Linked DNA regions of Rattus norvegicus: region 1 is linked to region 2. Evidence: chromatin contacts called from public Hi-C data. All regions are on one chromosome and are shown on one strand. Each heading gives the region's core, a stretch centred on a gene start, on an enhancer-like site or on the middle of the called end of the contact. The rest is flanking DNA. Distances are from core to core; before and after follow the strand shown. Region 1 holds the start of Rab11fip5 (RAB11 family interacting protein 5). Region 2 overlaps Sfxn5 (sideroflexin 5).

Region 1 (7,135 bases), core at 3,981-6,480, 79 kb after region 2:
AGCGGCACAGCGCCAGGGTGACTGCAATAACGGGGGCAGCAGCTGCAGCCTAGACTGCAAAGCAAGTTCCAGGTAGGCCTCAGATGCGCAATGAAATTCTGTCGCAAAGAGGAAAAACATAAAGGAAACCCAGGCCTCAAGGTCAACCAGGACTGTGGTTCTGCTGGCTGGTATCTTGTCTCTTCTGCCTAGTGGAGTGAGGAAGGCACAGTGGGGTTGGTTATGGACGCCTGGTTCTAATCCAGGGTTCAGGGACGGGGCAGATTCAAAGGAAAAGGGAAGCCACTGTGCCAGGGAGAAGGAGTCACACTTCCTCCCTCTCCCCCTCCACCCCTGTGCTGCTCTGCTCAAGCAACCCAGATAGGGATAGGCCACAGGGCCACCACCATCGAGAGATGAAGCCTGCTCATCCTAAAGACACCTTCTGAGTGTGGCCACACCCCTCGCCATCACCAGCGGCTCCATTCTCCAGATCTGAGGCTCAAGCAGGGGCCTGAACCAGAGGGCTGAGTGGGCCTCCGCTGTGTTTCGAAAACAAGGTCACATGTAGAAGCCAGTGGAAAGGTTGTAGGGCTGTGGATGGAAAGAAGCCAAGAGATCCTCACAACACTAAGCACAATGGGCCATGCCAGTCATCCAGGCATCCCAGCTCTTAGGATAGAGAGGCAGGAGAGTCAGAAATGAAAATGATCATGACCAGTTACGAAGAATCTCTGTCTCAGACCTCCACACCCACGAGCTCCCCTGGGCCTTCTCCAAAAAAAAAAAAAAAAAAGAGCTAAACCCAGGGCACAGGCTGGGCAGGAACTGATGAGGCCACTGGAGGAGCACAGTTAGCAGCCTGACCATGATCATAGTTTTAGATGATGAGAGAGGACAACTGGTCCCAGCTGACAAATCCACAGCCGTGGCTTTTCCAGGGGACCAACCCAATCTATTTCTGTACCATAAGCTCGAAGGCTGCGACCAGGTTGGGGAGAGAGAAATTGTGGGGCTCCACACAAGATGGTGCTATGTCCTCCCCTTCCTCAGAACAGACCAACCAGCTCTCAGAGGCCAAGGCAGGTCTCTCCACCCAAAAAGCTTTGGGACAGACTCCCTAGCCTCTGACTCCAAAATTCTTGCTTTTTCTTCCATCTTCCAAATTATTCAGGGTCATTCCCCTGTGGCACAAGCCACATCCACAGCAGTAAGCCATGAAGAGTCCAAGTGTCCCCGTCTGACCACACAGGTGACAAAGAACACTAGCTGCCACCACCCCATCTAGGTCCTGGGAGCCAGGGTGGCAAACCTGGACTCACTAGGAGTTCTGGGATGGGGTGGGGTCCCTTCCAGTGGTGGTAAAAAGCTAGAAGGGAGTAGCACCTTGTAATTGTCCCCGCCACAACATCAACACTGGTGTCATGCAGGCAGATGGTGCTCCAGAGGGGAAGTAGCTCTAACAAAATGTCATGTGCACCATGTTTTTTGTATTGAGAGCTTCCTCTCTGGGGCTGGAAATGTAGTTCAGCAGTATAGTGTGTGCTTGCGTAGCACACACTGGTCACGGAGTCCCATCCCTCGTGTGGGCTGGGTGGGGAGCACAGAGCATGGATTTCCTCTTTGGATATTTCGAAAGCCTCCAGTAAAACCTCTCACACTGAAGACTGTCTCACAGAGAAGTGAGTTTCAGGGACCCCTGGGGTAGCTAGAGTCTCAGCACAGAAGCCAGGTCCCACAGCAACTCCAAACCTACCCTTGTGAAAGCAGCACGCTTCATGGATGGCATCTTACCAATCTATACAGCCAATCTCTATCACTGTGACCCTTGCAGAGATGGGATGAAATGGTTAAGGAACCAGCATTGTGCCAGCGTGCCTTCCTCCAGGGCATGGGCAGTGCCAAGCAAGGCTGCCAGGGAGAGCTGCAGAGCCATCAGGTGACCTGAGTCTGGATTTCGGATCAGGGATGCCTCTCAGGTGCAGCTCAAGTTCTTGGGCCTCCCAAGGGCTGCAGAAGGCAGCCAGGGATTCTGAGACTCTTCCTGTCACCAACCACAGACAGGTTTTCTCAGACTTAAAGTTCTTGAGCAGTTCTTCTAAGGCAGAGAACTTCTTCCAGATGTAGGCTACCAGATGCTGTGGCCAACATGTCCTTCCACCATCATGTCTCTTCACTACCCCACTCCCTCTGCACCTCACACACGCACACACTCACTCAGTGCCGGGGAACTGCACTAAATCTTCCTCTATATCCTCATTTCATCTCCCACATCAATACTGGGAAGGTATAAGTTACCCCCATTTTAAAGACTAGTAAACTGAGACACTCAAAGAGTTTACCTGCCTTGCCATGAAGGAGCACACAAGAGAGAAAGAGATCTTATGTGTACCATGCAACTTCTCAGCTTGTGCTTCTCAAGTCAGATTCTCTGCGGACAGGAGCCCACCACCTGTTCCCTCTGCTCCTGCCTCTTATGTGAATACGGTGCTTTTCCACAAGATTCCAAAACCTCTCGGTTTTGTTACCCTTGATCTTCTCTACCCCAGTGAAGATCAATGTTACCCTTGATCTTCTCTACCTCAGTGGCTCAGGCCAGCGTGGTCCAGGAAACACCTCTAGGAGCGGCCATTAGAGCCTGAGGGCTGTGGAAATGGCAGCCTTGGTTCTGTCAGTGAGCAAGCTGTGAGGTCCAGTGACTAGAGGAACAGAGCGGGCCAACTGTGTGGACTTTTCCTCTGCCCACCCTAAGTGCCCCACTTCCTGCCCTCTCCACTCTATAAATAATCCTGGTCATGGCATCAGCAGAAAGGCAGCCAGGTGGGTGTGAAACAAGGCTTGTGGAAAAGATGACTTCTCAAAGTAAATTAAAGCTCCCATTCCGATCAAGGGATAGCACGTCACATTCTCCCGGGAGCACTGTTCTTGGCTGAAAACAGGCCCACCTGGACTTGCAGGCTGGGCCAGCTCCACTAAGAAAGATGCAAGGCCAAGAGGGAAGCAAGCACATGAACAACAACAAGGGGGAAAAAAATCAAAGAAGCTAGTTCCCCCACCCCCCAGCCCCGTCCCTTTTAGTCCACCCTCCTCCTAATGCATACCCCCATATAATGTACCAGCCTGGCTGGAGCAACTGAAGGGAATGAGAAAGTTAAGAGCTAAGAGATCAGGAGAGAGCAGTCCTTCCCACACCCAGGCCCCTGATCAGCCTGCACCAGGAAGGAGAGTAAGGACACAAAAGAGGGAGGGAAAAGAAAAAAACAAGGACCAAGTTGTACCTCATGACTCCACACCCAGCAACTAAACAGCAAGTCATGAGGGAAGGAGAGAAGCCAGGGGAGGGAAGATGAAGTCAGGTCACAGCCCTGCTGGAATGTGCCCAGGTCTATCCCACCCCAGCCACACTGGGCCAGCCAGGAAAGCCCTTCCCTAGTCATGTTTTGGAAAAAAAGAATTGTTCAAGGTCAGATCCTTTTCTATTCAAAGCCTGCTTTCCTCTTAGTCTGCACCAGGCTGAAGGCTCATCCCTCTCCAACAGCCTTCCTTGATTTACTCAAAAACAATAAACCTTTTCTAGCAGTTCTCCTACGTAGGGGTACCACTCTGCACCCATTCTCTGGGACCCCACCCAGGAGGCTTAGAAATTAACTGGCCCAGCCAGCTACAGCAGATGGTCAGCCCTGGGGCCTGACTTCTAGATGATCCGTGGCCCAAACAGGAAAAGGTGCTCCAAGTCTTAGGTCTTTTATTTGTTTGGTTGGTTTGGTTTTCAAGGCAGGGTTTCTCTGTGTGCTGGCCTGGAATCCAGAGATCTACACATCTCTGCCTCTCAAATGCTGGCATTTACGGCAAATCTTAGGTCTTGATCTTAACCCTACAAAGGGCAAACTTGACAAAATAAATGTTTAACCTCCTACACTCACAGCCAGGTTTTGGAGTCTCTGGCCTTTGAATCCAGCATTGGGGAGGCAGAGACAGTAAAATCTCTGAGTTCAAAGGCAGCCTGGTCTACATAGCATGTTCCAGGGCAGCCAGAGCTACATAGAAAGACCCTGTCTTAAAACAAAACAAAACAAGAACCCCTCCTATCCTTTCTATAGAAAATATTCTGGAGAATTGAAGGGTATTATAACTATGCCACTGTGTCACTGATCCAAGCTGATCCAAGTGTTCCCTTCCTTTACTCTGAGGTGGCCCAGTGCTCTCTATCCTAGACACAGAGTCAGGGAGTATGACTACATGGTGATGAGCATCCCTGAACATTCAAAAGGCAGGTGTCCTGTGTAACTCCTGGGAACACTGGGGCATCTCCCTTCAATCCTGCCTTGGAAGAAAACACCTCACCTTGCTGCCTCTACAAGGTGAGACCGCCTCTCCACTCCCCTACAGGGCAGGCACCTCTTTGACAAAAGGAAGGCAGACCCTAGAGTCTTGAAATTTCCCTTCTTGAATTCCCACAGCCTCAGAATCCCATTCTGAACTTTCCTTGGCCATGTACTACTGACGCTTGGTCAGTAGATCAACTCCAACAGGCCTTCCAGGCCCACCAGGCTGCTTGGGAGACAGTCAAGAGGCCAGAGGGCTGAATGAGAAGTAACAACTACTATGTCGGTTTGTGTCCTTGAGTGGGAAGACGGGGTTCAGACATCCCAACCAGCCCCGCCCAGTTAGGCCTTCAACCGTCCTGTGCCCGCTCCCAGCGCCCCAGACTCACTGCGTGTGCTGGGCGCGGCCTGCGCGAAAGACCTCGTCCAGAGCTACGGTTGCCCGGCCTAGAAACTTGTCCACACCGATGAGCGAGCGGTGCATGGTGGTAAGCACGAGTTCGCAGGCGGCGTTGGGACCGGAGGCCCAGGGCGCAGGGCCCGCATCTGTCTCCTGTGCCCGCAGGAGGCCGTCCAGGGCGCCGGGCGGCAGCTCGAACGAACACTCTTCGCACCATTCCGGGCAGCCTTGCGTCTTCTCCACCACCGAGGTGCTGTACTTCTCTCGGCCCACCTGGATCACCGTGTACGCGTCGCTGGTGCTGCCGGCGCCCGAGCTCTTGCCCCTCAACCCGCTGGCCCGCAGCACGGTCACCTGGACGTGCGTGGGCAGCCAGCGGGAGGACCCGGCCGCCGGTTCATCGTCCCGCACCAGGGCCATGGTGGACCCTGGGACCCAGTGATAGACGTGGCAGCCGCGGGATGCTGTCAGGAGCCGGCTCCCCGCGCCGCCTGCAGCGTACGGACCGCCGCAGCTGCGGGATGGCCTGGGCCGAGCGGGCCGCCGCCTCCCCGCCGCCCCGCCTCCCGGGCGGCCGGCCGCCCCGCGACGTCACGCCCCGCCCAGGCCCGGCCAGGCCCCGCCCCAAGTTCCACCAGCGTATAGCTGCCTAAGAGCTAAAGAAACCCAAAGAGGGGCGCGGCCTCTGCAAAGATGTGGGCGGGGCTTTCTCATTGGCCCAGCCCCTCTGGGGGAACCTCAAGCTCGAGCTGCGGTACAAAAAGGTGACCCGCGCAGAAGGGGCGTGGCCTCTGCTTGTGTTGGAGGAGAGGCTTGAGATCTGGCCACGCCTTAATCACGACCGGATTCGCTTGAGCACATTGCAGAGCAGCAAAGGAAGAAATGGAGGGGGCTACGAGCGAAGGCAGCTAGCAGCCTCTGCAGAGAGGTGGGCGTGGTTGCCACCATGGCCCCGCCCCGTTTAGGCAGCGACTCGGTGCTAGAGAGCCGGACTTTTGCATACTATCCACTGCGCTCTACCTGGGCAGTTTCAGGTTCTTCCCCCTCAACCTCCTCTACTCTTGAAAACCGTTGCCACTTCCAAGATCCATTACGCTCAGCGTGCGTTTGAGGGTAGATGCCTACTCTAGAGATCCCCTAAATCGCACATTCGCTCCCATTTTCAACTCTCAGCTCCATATATGTGATGACCTGGATCAGCCCCCTAGGTGCTGAGAAGTCACTGGAGTGGGATTTCAAACAACTGTTCTTTTTCTGTTTTGGTTCTCCCCCCGCCCCCCCCTTTTTTTTTTTTGAAACGGGGTCTCTTAGGTAGTTCTGGCTCTCCCTCCTGGAACTCGCTATGTAGATTAGGCCTCGAATTTCTAAAGATTTCTGCCTCTACTGAATGCTGGAATTAGACAGGCTCCACCAGGACAAGAGTTTTTGTTTAGTTTTGTTTTTTCTTTCTTTTTGAGCTGTTTTGATTTTTTTTTTTTTTTTTTAAGATCAAGGGCTCACAAGTTAGCTTTGCACGTCCCCTAACTCATGCCTACTGGCTTTAAAACTTTTGTGTGACACAGTGTGGTAGTGCACACCTTTAATCCCAGCACTTGCACTTGGGAAGCAGAGGGGGGAAGATCTTTTTAAGTTTGAGGCCAGCCTGGTCTACATATTAAGTTCCAGGCCAGCCAAGACTGAGTGGTAACACTTTTTCGAAAAAAAAAAAAAAACTCAAAAAAACAAAAAACAAAAAAACATTAGGCTTATATACAAACAAGGCAGACAGGGCCTTGTTTGTAGTAGACAAGCATTCTACCACAAGGCTAATTTTCAACCTCTAAACCCATTCTTACAAGCCTACTGTGCACTGTGTTCTGAGAACTGCCAGCACACTTGGTTCGTTGCAAAGATAATGGTTAATAATTATGGATGCTGAATTTTAGCAGGACTTGGCCAAGGACTGACTCATGAGCTGTCTGTGCATGACCTCACCTATTCTTCAGAGCACCCTGTATGTGAATTCCCAGAATGCAGAATTATAGGTTAGACAAATTTACCTAAAATGCATAACAAAGAAGCCGAGTAGCACAGCCTGTAATCCCAGGATTCTGAAGGCAAATTCAAGGCCAGCCTGGGCTACGTGGTGAGCCTTTACTTTCTTCTGTTAACTTTCAGAGCCTACCCTTAGATTTTGTTTTTTCTTTTTTCATTTTTCAAGACAGATCCTCTCTGTGTAACCTTGGATGTTGTGGAACTCTCTGCAGACCAGGCTGGCCTTGACTGAGATCCGCCTGCCTCTGCCTCCCAGTCCTGGGATTAAAGGCGTGTACCACCACTGTCGGGCTTAGAATACTTTTCAATAATGTTTACATATATGCTCAGGACAAAAAACAAAACGGTAGGCGACAAGGTTACTCCATTGCCCCCAAACCTGAGGACTTGAGTTTGA
Region 2 (7,173 bases), core at 1,462-3,961:
TGAGTCTGGGTACACACACAGACAGAAAGAATTCGGAGGGAACAGGGCAACTCAAGGATTAAAGAGAACTTTGAAAACATTGCAGTATCTTCAAGTGGGGGGGGGGCTACAAGAAAAAGGGGAGGAGACAGATTCTAGCTCTACCACTTTCTGGATGGGAAGCTGGCTAACCTGCCTGCCTTCCTTGCTTCCTTTTTCTTTTCTTTCGTTTTCCTTTAAAAATATTTTATTTATTCTTATTTATGGGTATACTACTTGTACATTTACAGGGGGCTGGTGTTGTGCACATGTGTGCAGGTCTCCACAGCAACCAGAAGAGGGCACCAGATCCCACAGTACTGGAGTTATAAACCACTGTGAGCTTCCCAGTGTGGGTGCTAAGAATCACACTCTGGTCCTCTGCAAGAGCCCAGTGTACAGTTAACTGCTGAGTCACTGTCCTTACCCCATGCTGTGTTTTGCTTTTCGAGACAGAGCCTTAAGTGTCCCAGGCTGCTCTCAAACCCTCTACACAGCTGAGGATGGCCCTGAAATCCTGACTGTCCTGGCTCTGCCTCCGGAGTGCCAATCACATTTTATGCAGCGTTTCCTGCACAGAAGCTGCATTCCAACTGAGCTACATCCCCAAACAACACTCTGCACACAGGAGGCCAGAGTCAACTTCAGGTGTGTTCAATCCCTTTATACCTTAGCTTTCTGACTCAGCTAAACTGACTGGTCGGTGAGATCCAAGGATGCTCTTAACTCTGCATCCCCAGTACAGGGTTCAAGATGCGTGCCAGCCTCTCTGCCTGGCTTGTACCTGGGTACATCAAACTCAGGTCCCTAGGTTTGCATGGCAAACACTTTAGTGAATGAGCCTTCTCCCAGAACTTCATTTTTATTCTTTGCTCTTTTTGTGCTTCTAGAATCTATATCTTGTTGACATATTGCCATTTCAAAATTAGATAGATAATAGATAGATGATAGATAGATAGATAGATAGATAGGTATATGATCGATGGATAGATGGATGGATAGATAGACAGACAGACAGACAGACAGACAGACAGACAGGGCTGGCTGTAAAGGACACCATCACTTGGGTAACCTGCTCACAACACTGGGCTCACACTGTAGAGCAGTGGTTCCCAACCTTCCTAAAGCTATAACCCTTTAATACAGTTCCTCATGTTGTGGTGACCCTCAACCATAAAATCATTTCATTGCTACTTCCTAACTATAACTTTGCTACTGCTATGAATTGTGATGTCAATATCTGATACATGTGCCCTGTAAAGGGGTCTCCATCCACAGGTTGAGCACCACTGCTGTGGTTTATTATGTCATTAATATAATAAACACAACCACTAGAAAAGAAACAGTGTGGACTTAAAACTTTTGATGAGCTGGGCTTAGTGGCACACACCTTTAATCCCAGCACTCAGGAGGGAGAGGCAGGTAGATCTCTGTGTGTTTGTGGCCAGCCTGTTCATAGTGAGTTCTAGGACAGCCAGGGCTACATAGTGAATAGTGAGAACCTGTCTCAAAAGAAAAAAAGGTTTTGTTTTTATGTTTTGTTTTGTTTTATGAATGAGGCAGTTTATTAGCCCAGCATCCTTTGTTACCCAGCATCCTTTGTTCTAACGCTTCTTGTTGGTAGCTGCCGCCTTTCCAGATCTCTCTGTCCCTGAGGTGTTAGCTTGCAGCCCCCATCTTGGTCCTTTTCCACAATTTCCAGCCCCTCCAGGGCTTGGAGGACCCAGAGGGCCACACTCTTAAAGCCTCGGCTGAAGTGCCCGGGCCTGACACCATTTCTCTCCCGTCCTCTGTAGATCTTGGTCATGGTATGTTTTGTTTTTTAATGAGATCGATGCACACCATCCGAGCCCTCCATTAGCGCCTTTGTGTGTGGAGGACTAAGTGTCCAACAAAATCCCTGTGGTTAGAGAGCAGCAGCTGGTGGGGGGCTGACTGTGGAGGGCTCCGTGTGACTGAACTCCTGCGGCAGGGGAGAAGTGACTTGCACCTTTCCCAGGTCAGCACTTCCCAGCCCTGTAACTTCTTTTCTTCCTGCGTGTCAGAACTAGGTGGAGCTGCACACAGCCTTGCTGATGCTAACAGGACACCACCAAGGGAGGGTAGAGATGAGCCAGTCAAACATTCTCCCCTTCTTAGCAGGTACTTTATCTCCACTGAAAGCCAAGTGACTGCACATAGGGTCAGGCACAATGTTGGGCCCTTTGGACCTGGGGCAGCCACCATCTTTCCTTGTCCTCCTAGTTAAATTCCCACACGCCTTTGACATGTACTTTTTTTCCCTTATGTTAAAGCACATCTGTAACCCCAGCATCAGGAAACTGAGGCAGAAGCCTGGATTCCAGGCCAGCCTAAGCCTTACAGCAAGTTCCGGGCCAGCCTGGGCAGCAGGGAGAGAAACTGTCTCAACAAATCAGAACCAAGTAAACAGAAACTTAACCAGACAGGGCCTGGTGACATATGCCTACATAACCCTAAAACTGGGAAGCAGAGGAGAAAGGGTCATCAGTTCAAACCATTCCCAGCTACACAGTGAATTTGAGGCTATCCTGGGCTACAAGAAACCCTGTCCCAAGTAACAACAGCAATCAGTCAGAAGAGGAAGGAGGTGAAACCCACGCTCCCTTCCTGACAAGTCTACACACCAGGCCCAACTCTAAAGAACAGGTTAAAAACACTGAGTTTACAGTGTCTGGCTGAACTTTGCCCTGTGACCTGCTGGACCGATGAGTTGGGTTCAGAAAAGGCAGCAAGTACTCCCCACAGTGAAAAAGCTCAAGTTCCACAAGCCACTCATGCAAACAGGTCACAAAGGCCACCCTGGGAACCAGACATGGAAGGCCAGTTGAGCCCATTGGCTGGCCACCACATGTAGCACGCAGGCCAGGACCCCTGGCATCTTCACAGCACACAGAGGCACCTGCTCGCTGAACTGCAGCCCCAGGGTTAGAGCTGACCTCCTTTGTACACAGCCCAGCACTCAGTGAACCTCTGGCTGAACACGGAACTGTGCAGCCCCGACCTGTGGGGATGCCTGACTTTAGGAATGGCCAGGCGTGGATCTGAGAGCTGAGGCCCTGTTTGCTTGGCTCACTTGGAGAACAGGGACAAAGGGCAGTGTGGTGAAGCCATCTGGGTGGCTGTCAGAGCACACAAATTCACTGAGTTAAGAAGTAGCCATTGTCTCAGCTGAACCTGCCTCAGCGGAGACTAAGGGAGGGGTAGGCTGGGGTCCCACATGCTGCTAAGAGGCAGGACGCACCCCAGCACCCAGAGGGAGAACGACAGCCCCACCCCCAGTCTGGCTCACTTACTTCCCCTCTGTCTCCTAGCAAGCTGCTTCTTTAAACCTCCTAAGGCAGCAAAGACAGAGCCTATTTAAAACAACCTCCAGAAGGTAATTAAACAGAGCCTGAAGGGGACCCTTCTGTACCGGGAAGGAGGCCTCCATTCAACAAACAAAAAAACTTCCTAATTGATCAGTTGAGCCCATTGCATTATAGCGCACCATTAATTGTGTTGCCATGGTAACTCCAGGTACCATGTACCTATACAAGCCTATGTGGGGTGAAGGGAGCCCCAATTCTGCAGACACAGGAAAGAAGAGAGATGTCCTGCCTGCTTCTGCAGGATTTTGGTGGCAGCTGTGGCTTCTTTTGGCGAGAAGCTTCCTCTAGAGAGAGGTCAGGCCCTGCAGAGGAGCCCAGGTTTGAATTTGAAATCCCCCATTAGCTCACTATGCGATGGGAGATGATTTACTTAGTCTTTCTGGGCCTCCAGTATCTCTTTTGTAATATGAAGATAGGGATATTTGCGATCAAGCTTATTATAAGAGAATTCACTTGGTGAGCAAATGTTTATCAAGCACACCTACTTTACATTAAATACTAAAGATAGCGCGATACAAAACAGTAAGGCAGTTCAGTTGGAAGAACGCTGTTTTGGCATGTCTGAAATCCTGGCTTCCATGTGAGCATCACATAAACCAGCCATGGCGGTACATGCCTCTAATCACAGCACTCTGAGGTGGAGGCAGGAGGGTCAGGAGTTCAAAGTCACCCTTAGCTACATAGTGAGTTTGAAGCCAGCCTAGAACACATGAGAGCCGCAGTACAGAAGTTTCCTCCAAACTAAAACATTCAGAAGGGAGAGAAGACCATGAGACTCAGAAGGTAGACAAAAAGCTCATATCTAGGAAAGCAGAAACTTGAAAGATTCTTGGATTGTTTTCCAAGGGGTATCGAAACAGACTATAACTGCCAGGGGTGGAGACTGACCGACCAAGCTGAGAGAGATTCTAGACTGTAGAGCTCCTGCAAGTCACATGTCATTCCTAGGCGTGGCAACCATTAAGGAAGGTGACCATCTGTGGAGAAGCTATCAGCTGTCCATGAACAGAAGAGCAATTGAGACCACCTTCAGATGGCTTCGATCACTAAGGACACACCCAAGATATCCAGGCAGCTCGTGACATCTGTGACTGTAGTTATCAGGACCAGCTTTGGAATTTTGATCCAGATATCGGCCAAAGAACCATAGAGCAGACAGTGTGCAGGTGCAGAGAGACCATGACTACTAACCATAGAGCAGACAGAGTGCAGGTGCAGAGAGACCATGACTACTAACCATAGAGCAGACAGAGTGCAGGTGCAGAGAGACCATGACTACTAACCATAGAGCAGACAGAGTGCAGGTGCAGAGAGACCATGACTACTGTGTACTCCAGGTCTAAGAACCTTGTAGGACTTCAGATGCCCCACACATGATACTTGAGCAGGAGCAGGGCCATCCCTGAGTTAGGACCTGGGCTCTCCTTAATTTCACACCCTGTGGTGAAGCTGATATGCCATCTCTGTCCCCTCTATCCCCCAGTCTGTGAAGGCCAGGCATATGTGACATTGATGACTGTGGCCCAAGGAAGGAGGAATGTGACAGCCACCACACATCGTCCAATTCTTCAGGCTCGGCAGAGGGAGACACTGCTCCAGGGGACCAGAGTGACAGGCTCACACCTAGAGTGCTGTGCCACCTAGCCACCAGATGGACCCACCAGGCTCTGCCACTGCCAGCCAGAACTCAGCAGCACAGGAAACAGCTAAATGCCAAGCTCTGGGCCCTTCCCCCACTCCCACTCCCAGGAGGCCAGTAGGGGCTTTGGGGACAGCAAACAAAGCTGAAAAACAGGACAGCAACTCTCCGCTCTCTGAGCAGTGAAAGAGAATAATGTGGCCTCTTTCCTTGAACTCTGGGGGGTCCCAAGAGGCCCAGCTCAGAGGCTGTGGGGCATGAAGGAGCTTAGGCAGGTAGCAGGCCAGAGTGAAAGTGGCCTCACTTCTAACTTTACAAGGGCACTGGAAGGTATGTGGGCTCCTTCAGGCTATAGGGGCCCCAAAGCCGGACAGAAATGTCACCACTGGGGAGGGAGTGAGACTACAGCCTGACTCTCTGCCCAGGGCTGCAGGGCAAATACCTCCAGACAGACAGGACCTGCTTGATTGCCTGGGCTTCCGGTCTCATCACTCCCCTGGGGCCCTGCATGGGCACTGGGCCAAGGTACTGAGGTCACTTTAGCATGAGAGACTCCAGAACATTTGCCCTGAGGCGCTTCTTCTCTGGACTTTCAGCACAATGTGCATCTTTGTCTGCCCCAGTCCCACTGAAAACTTGCCCACTCCTTTGTCTTCCTTGCCTAGACCACCCCCACCAGCCAATCTCAAATTAAACAAACAAACAAACAAACAAACAAACAAAACTTCCAGGCTAAGTTTGTGCCATACACCTTTAATCTCAGCACTCAAGTCATAAAAGTAGGATGAGTTTTATGAGTTCAGGGCTAGCCTGGCCTACATAACACATTCTAGAACAGCCATAACTACACAGAAAGACCCTGTCTTAAAACACCAAAGAAGGAAGAGAAGGGAGAGGAGAAGGAAGAAGAAGAAGAGGAGAGAGAGAGAGAGAGAGAGAGAGAGAGAGAGAGAGAGAGAGAGAAAAGAAGAGAGGGAGAGAGAGGGAGGGGGAGAAAGAGGAAGGAGGAGAGGAGGAGGAGGGAGAGGAGGAGGAAGAAGAGAAGAAAGAGCAGGAGGAGGGGATATTCTCTAGCTGCACCTCGTCTGGGCAAGTTTCTGCTTCCATTGCTCTCTCACACTCTCATTTTTCTTCATCTGTCTTGTCTGAGGTGGGGCAGGGTATCCTGTGAGGAAAAGATACCCAGCTTCATCCTTGCCCTCTGTCCTGGAGTGATGGAAAGAAAGGAGAAGGAGAGACAAGGAAACCTGAGAAAGGAGGACTTACTTCAGCGGTGAGCATTTGCCTAGCAACAGACCCTGGATCAGTCCCCAGCACTTAGAGAGGAAAGGAGGGAACGGGAGTGTCAATTTACAATGTCTGCCGGGTGGGACTCAGGAGATGGCACTCTTGGGGAAGTGCCTGCCATTTAACTGTGAACACCTAATATGGGGTCCCCAACACCTGTGTAAAAGGTCAGATGTGACAGCGTACACCTGTGAACCCAGTGATGTGGGGTGGAGGCAGACTAGTAATGGCCAGCTACCACAGCCAAATCAATAAGCCACAGCTTCAACAGGAGGCCCTTTCTCCAGAAATAAATGTGGTAAGCAGTTGAGGAAAAACACCATCTGTCTTCCACACACTACTACTGCATACATATATGCACTTGCACATACACATGCACACACTAACAAGTGCATACAATGGACACATGAACACGCAGAATACATCTAATATCTTAAGTCTAGGAGTTGCAGAATGATCATAAATTAAAGAAACAGAATAGCTGAATATGATGGCTCACTTTTCTAATCTCAGAGGCATGGGGATTGCCTACATTGAGTTCAAGGCTAGCCAGCTCCACAGTGAAACCCTGTCTCAACAACAACAACAACGACGACGACGACGACGACGACAACGACAACAACATATAAACATGTTTGCCAGGACCGCTAAGAACTTTCAGATTCAAGGGAGTCACCATAATGATGTTTAAGACTTTGGATAAGCTGGTTGTGGAAGCGCATTGCATGCCTGTGATCCCAGTGTGTGAGAGGCTGAAGCACAAGGACTGCCTTGAGTTTGCAGCTCAGCTGAACTAGAGAGTGAGATGCTGCCGAAAGAAAGAGAGAGAGAGAGAGAGAG

Evidence for each region. A called contact is a pair of places that touch in the nucleus more often than the background predicts.
Region 1: a contact with region 2 is called in a Hi-C map of liver, with 2.1 times the contacts expected there. The contact joins the promoter of Rab11fip5 here to the enhancer-like site in region 2. A contact is called at or near these places in 3 of 12 Hi-C or Micro-C datasets (frontal cortex and liver).

The regions. Positions count from the first base shown.
Region 1 is chr4:119,460,983-119,468,117 of GRCr8, forward strand. Rab11fip5 (RAB11 family interacting protein 5) reads right to left here and starts at 5,231. Exons shown (of 5, transcript NM_001399548.1): 1 at 4,694-5,231. The coding sequence starts at 5,124.
Region 2 is chr4:119,384,505-119,391,677 of GRCr8, forward strand. The region is part of intron 3 of Sfxn5 (sideroflexin 5); the gene reads right to left. Among named protein-coding and RNA genes, the nearest start is that of Sfxn5, 39 kb to the right of the region's middle. Within about 2 kb of position 2,712, at least 17 of the 93 cell types and tissues checked have an H3K27ac peak or open chromatin away from gene starts, as enhancers often do. A contact at or near this core is called in liver, where this site is marked.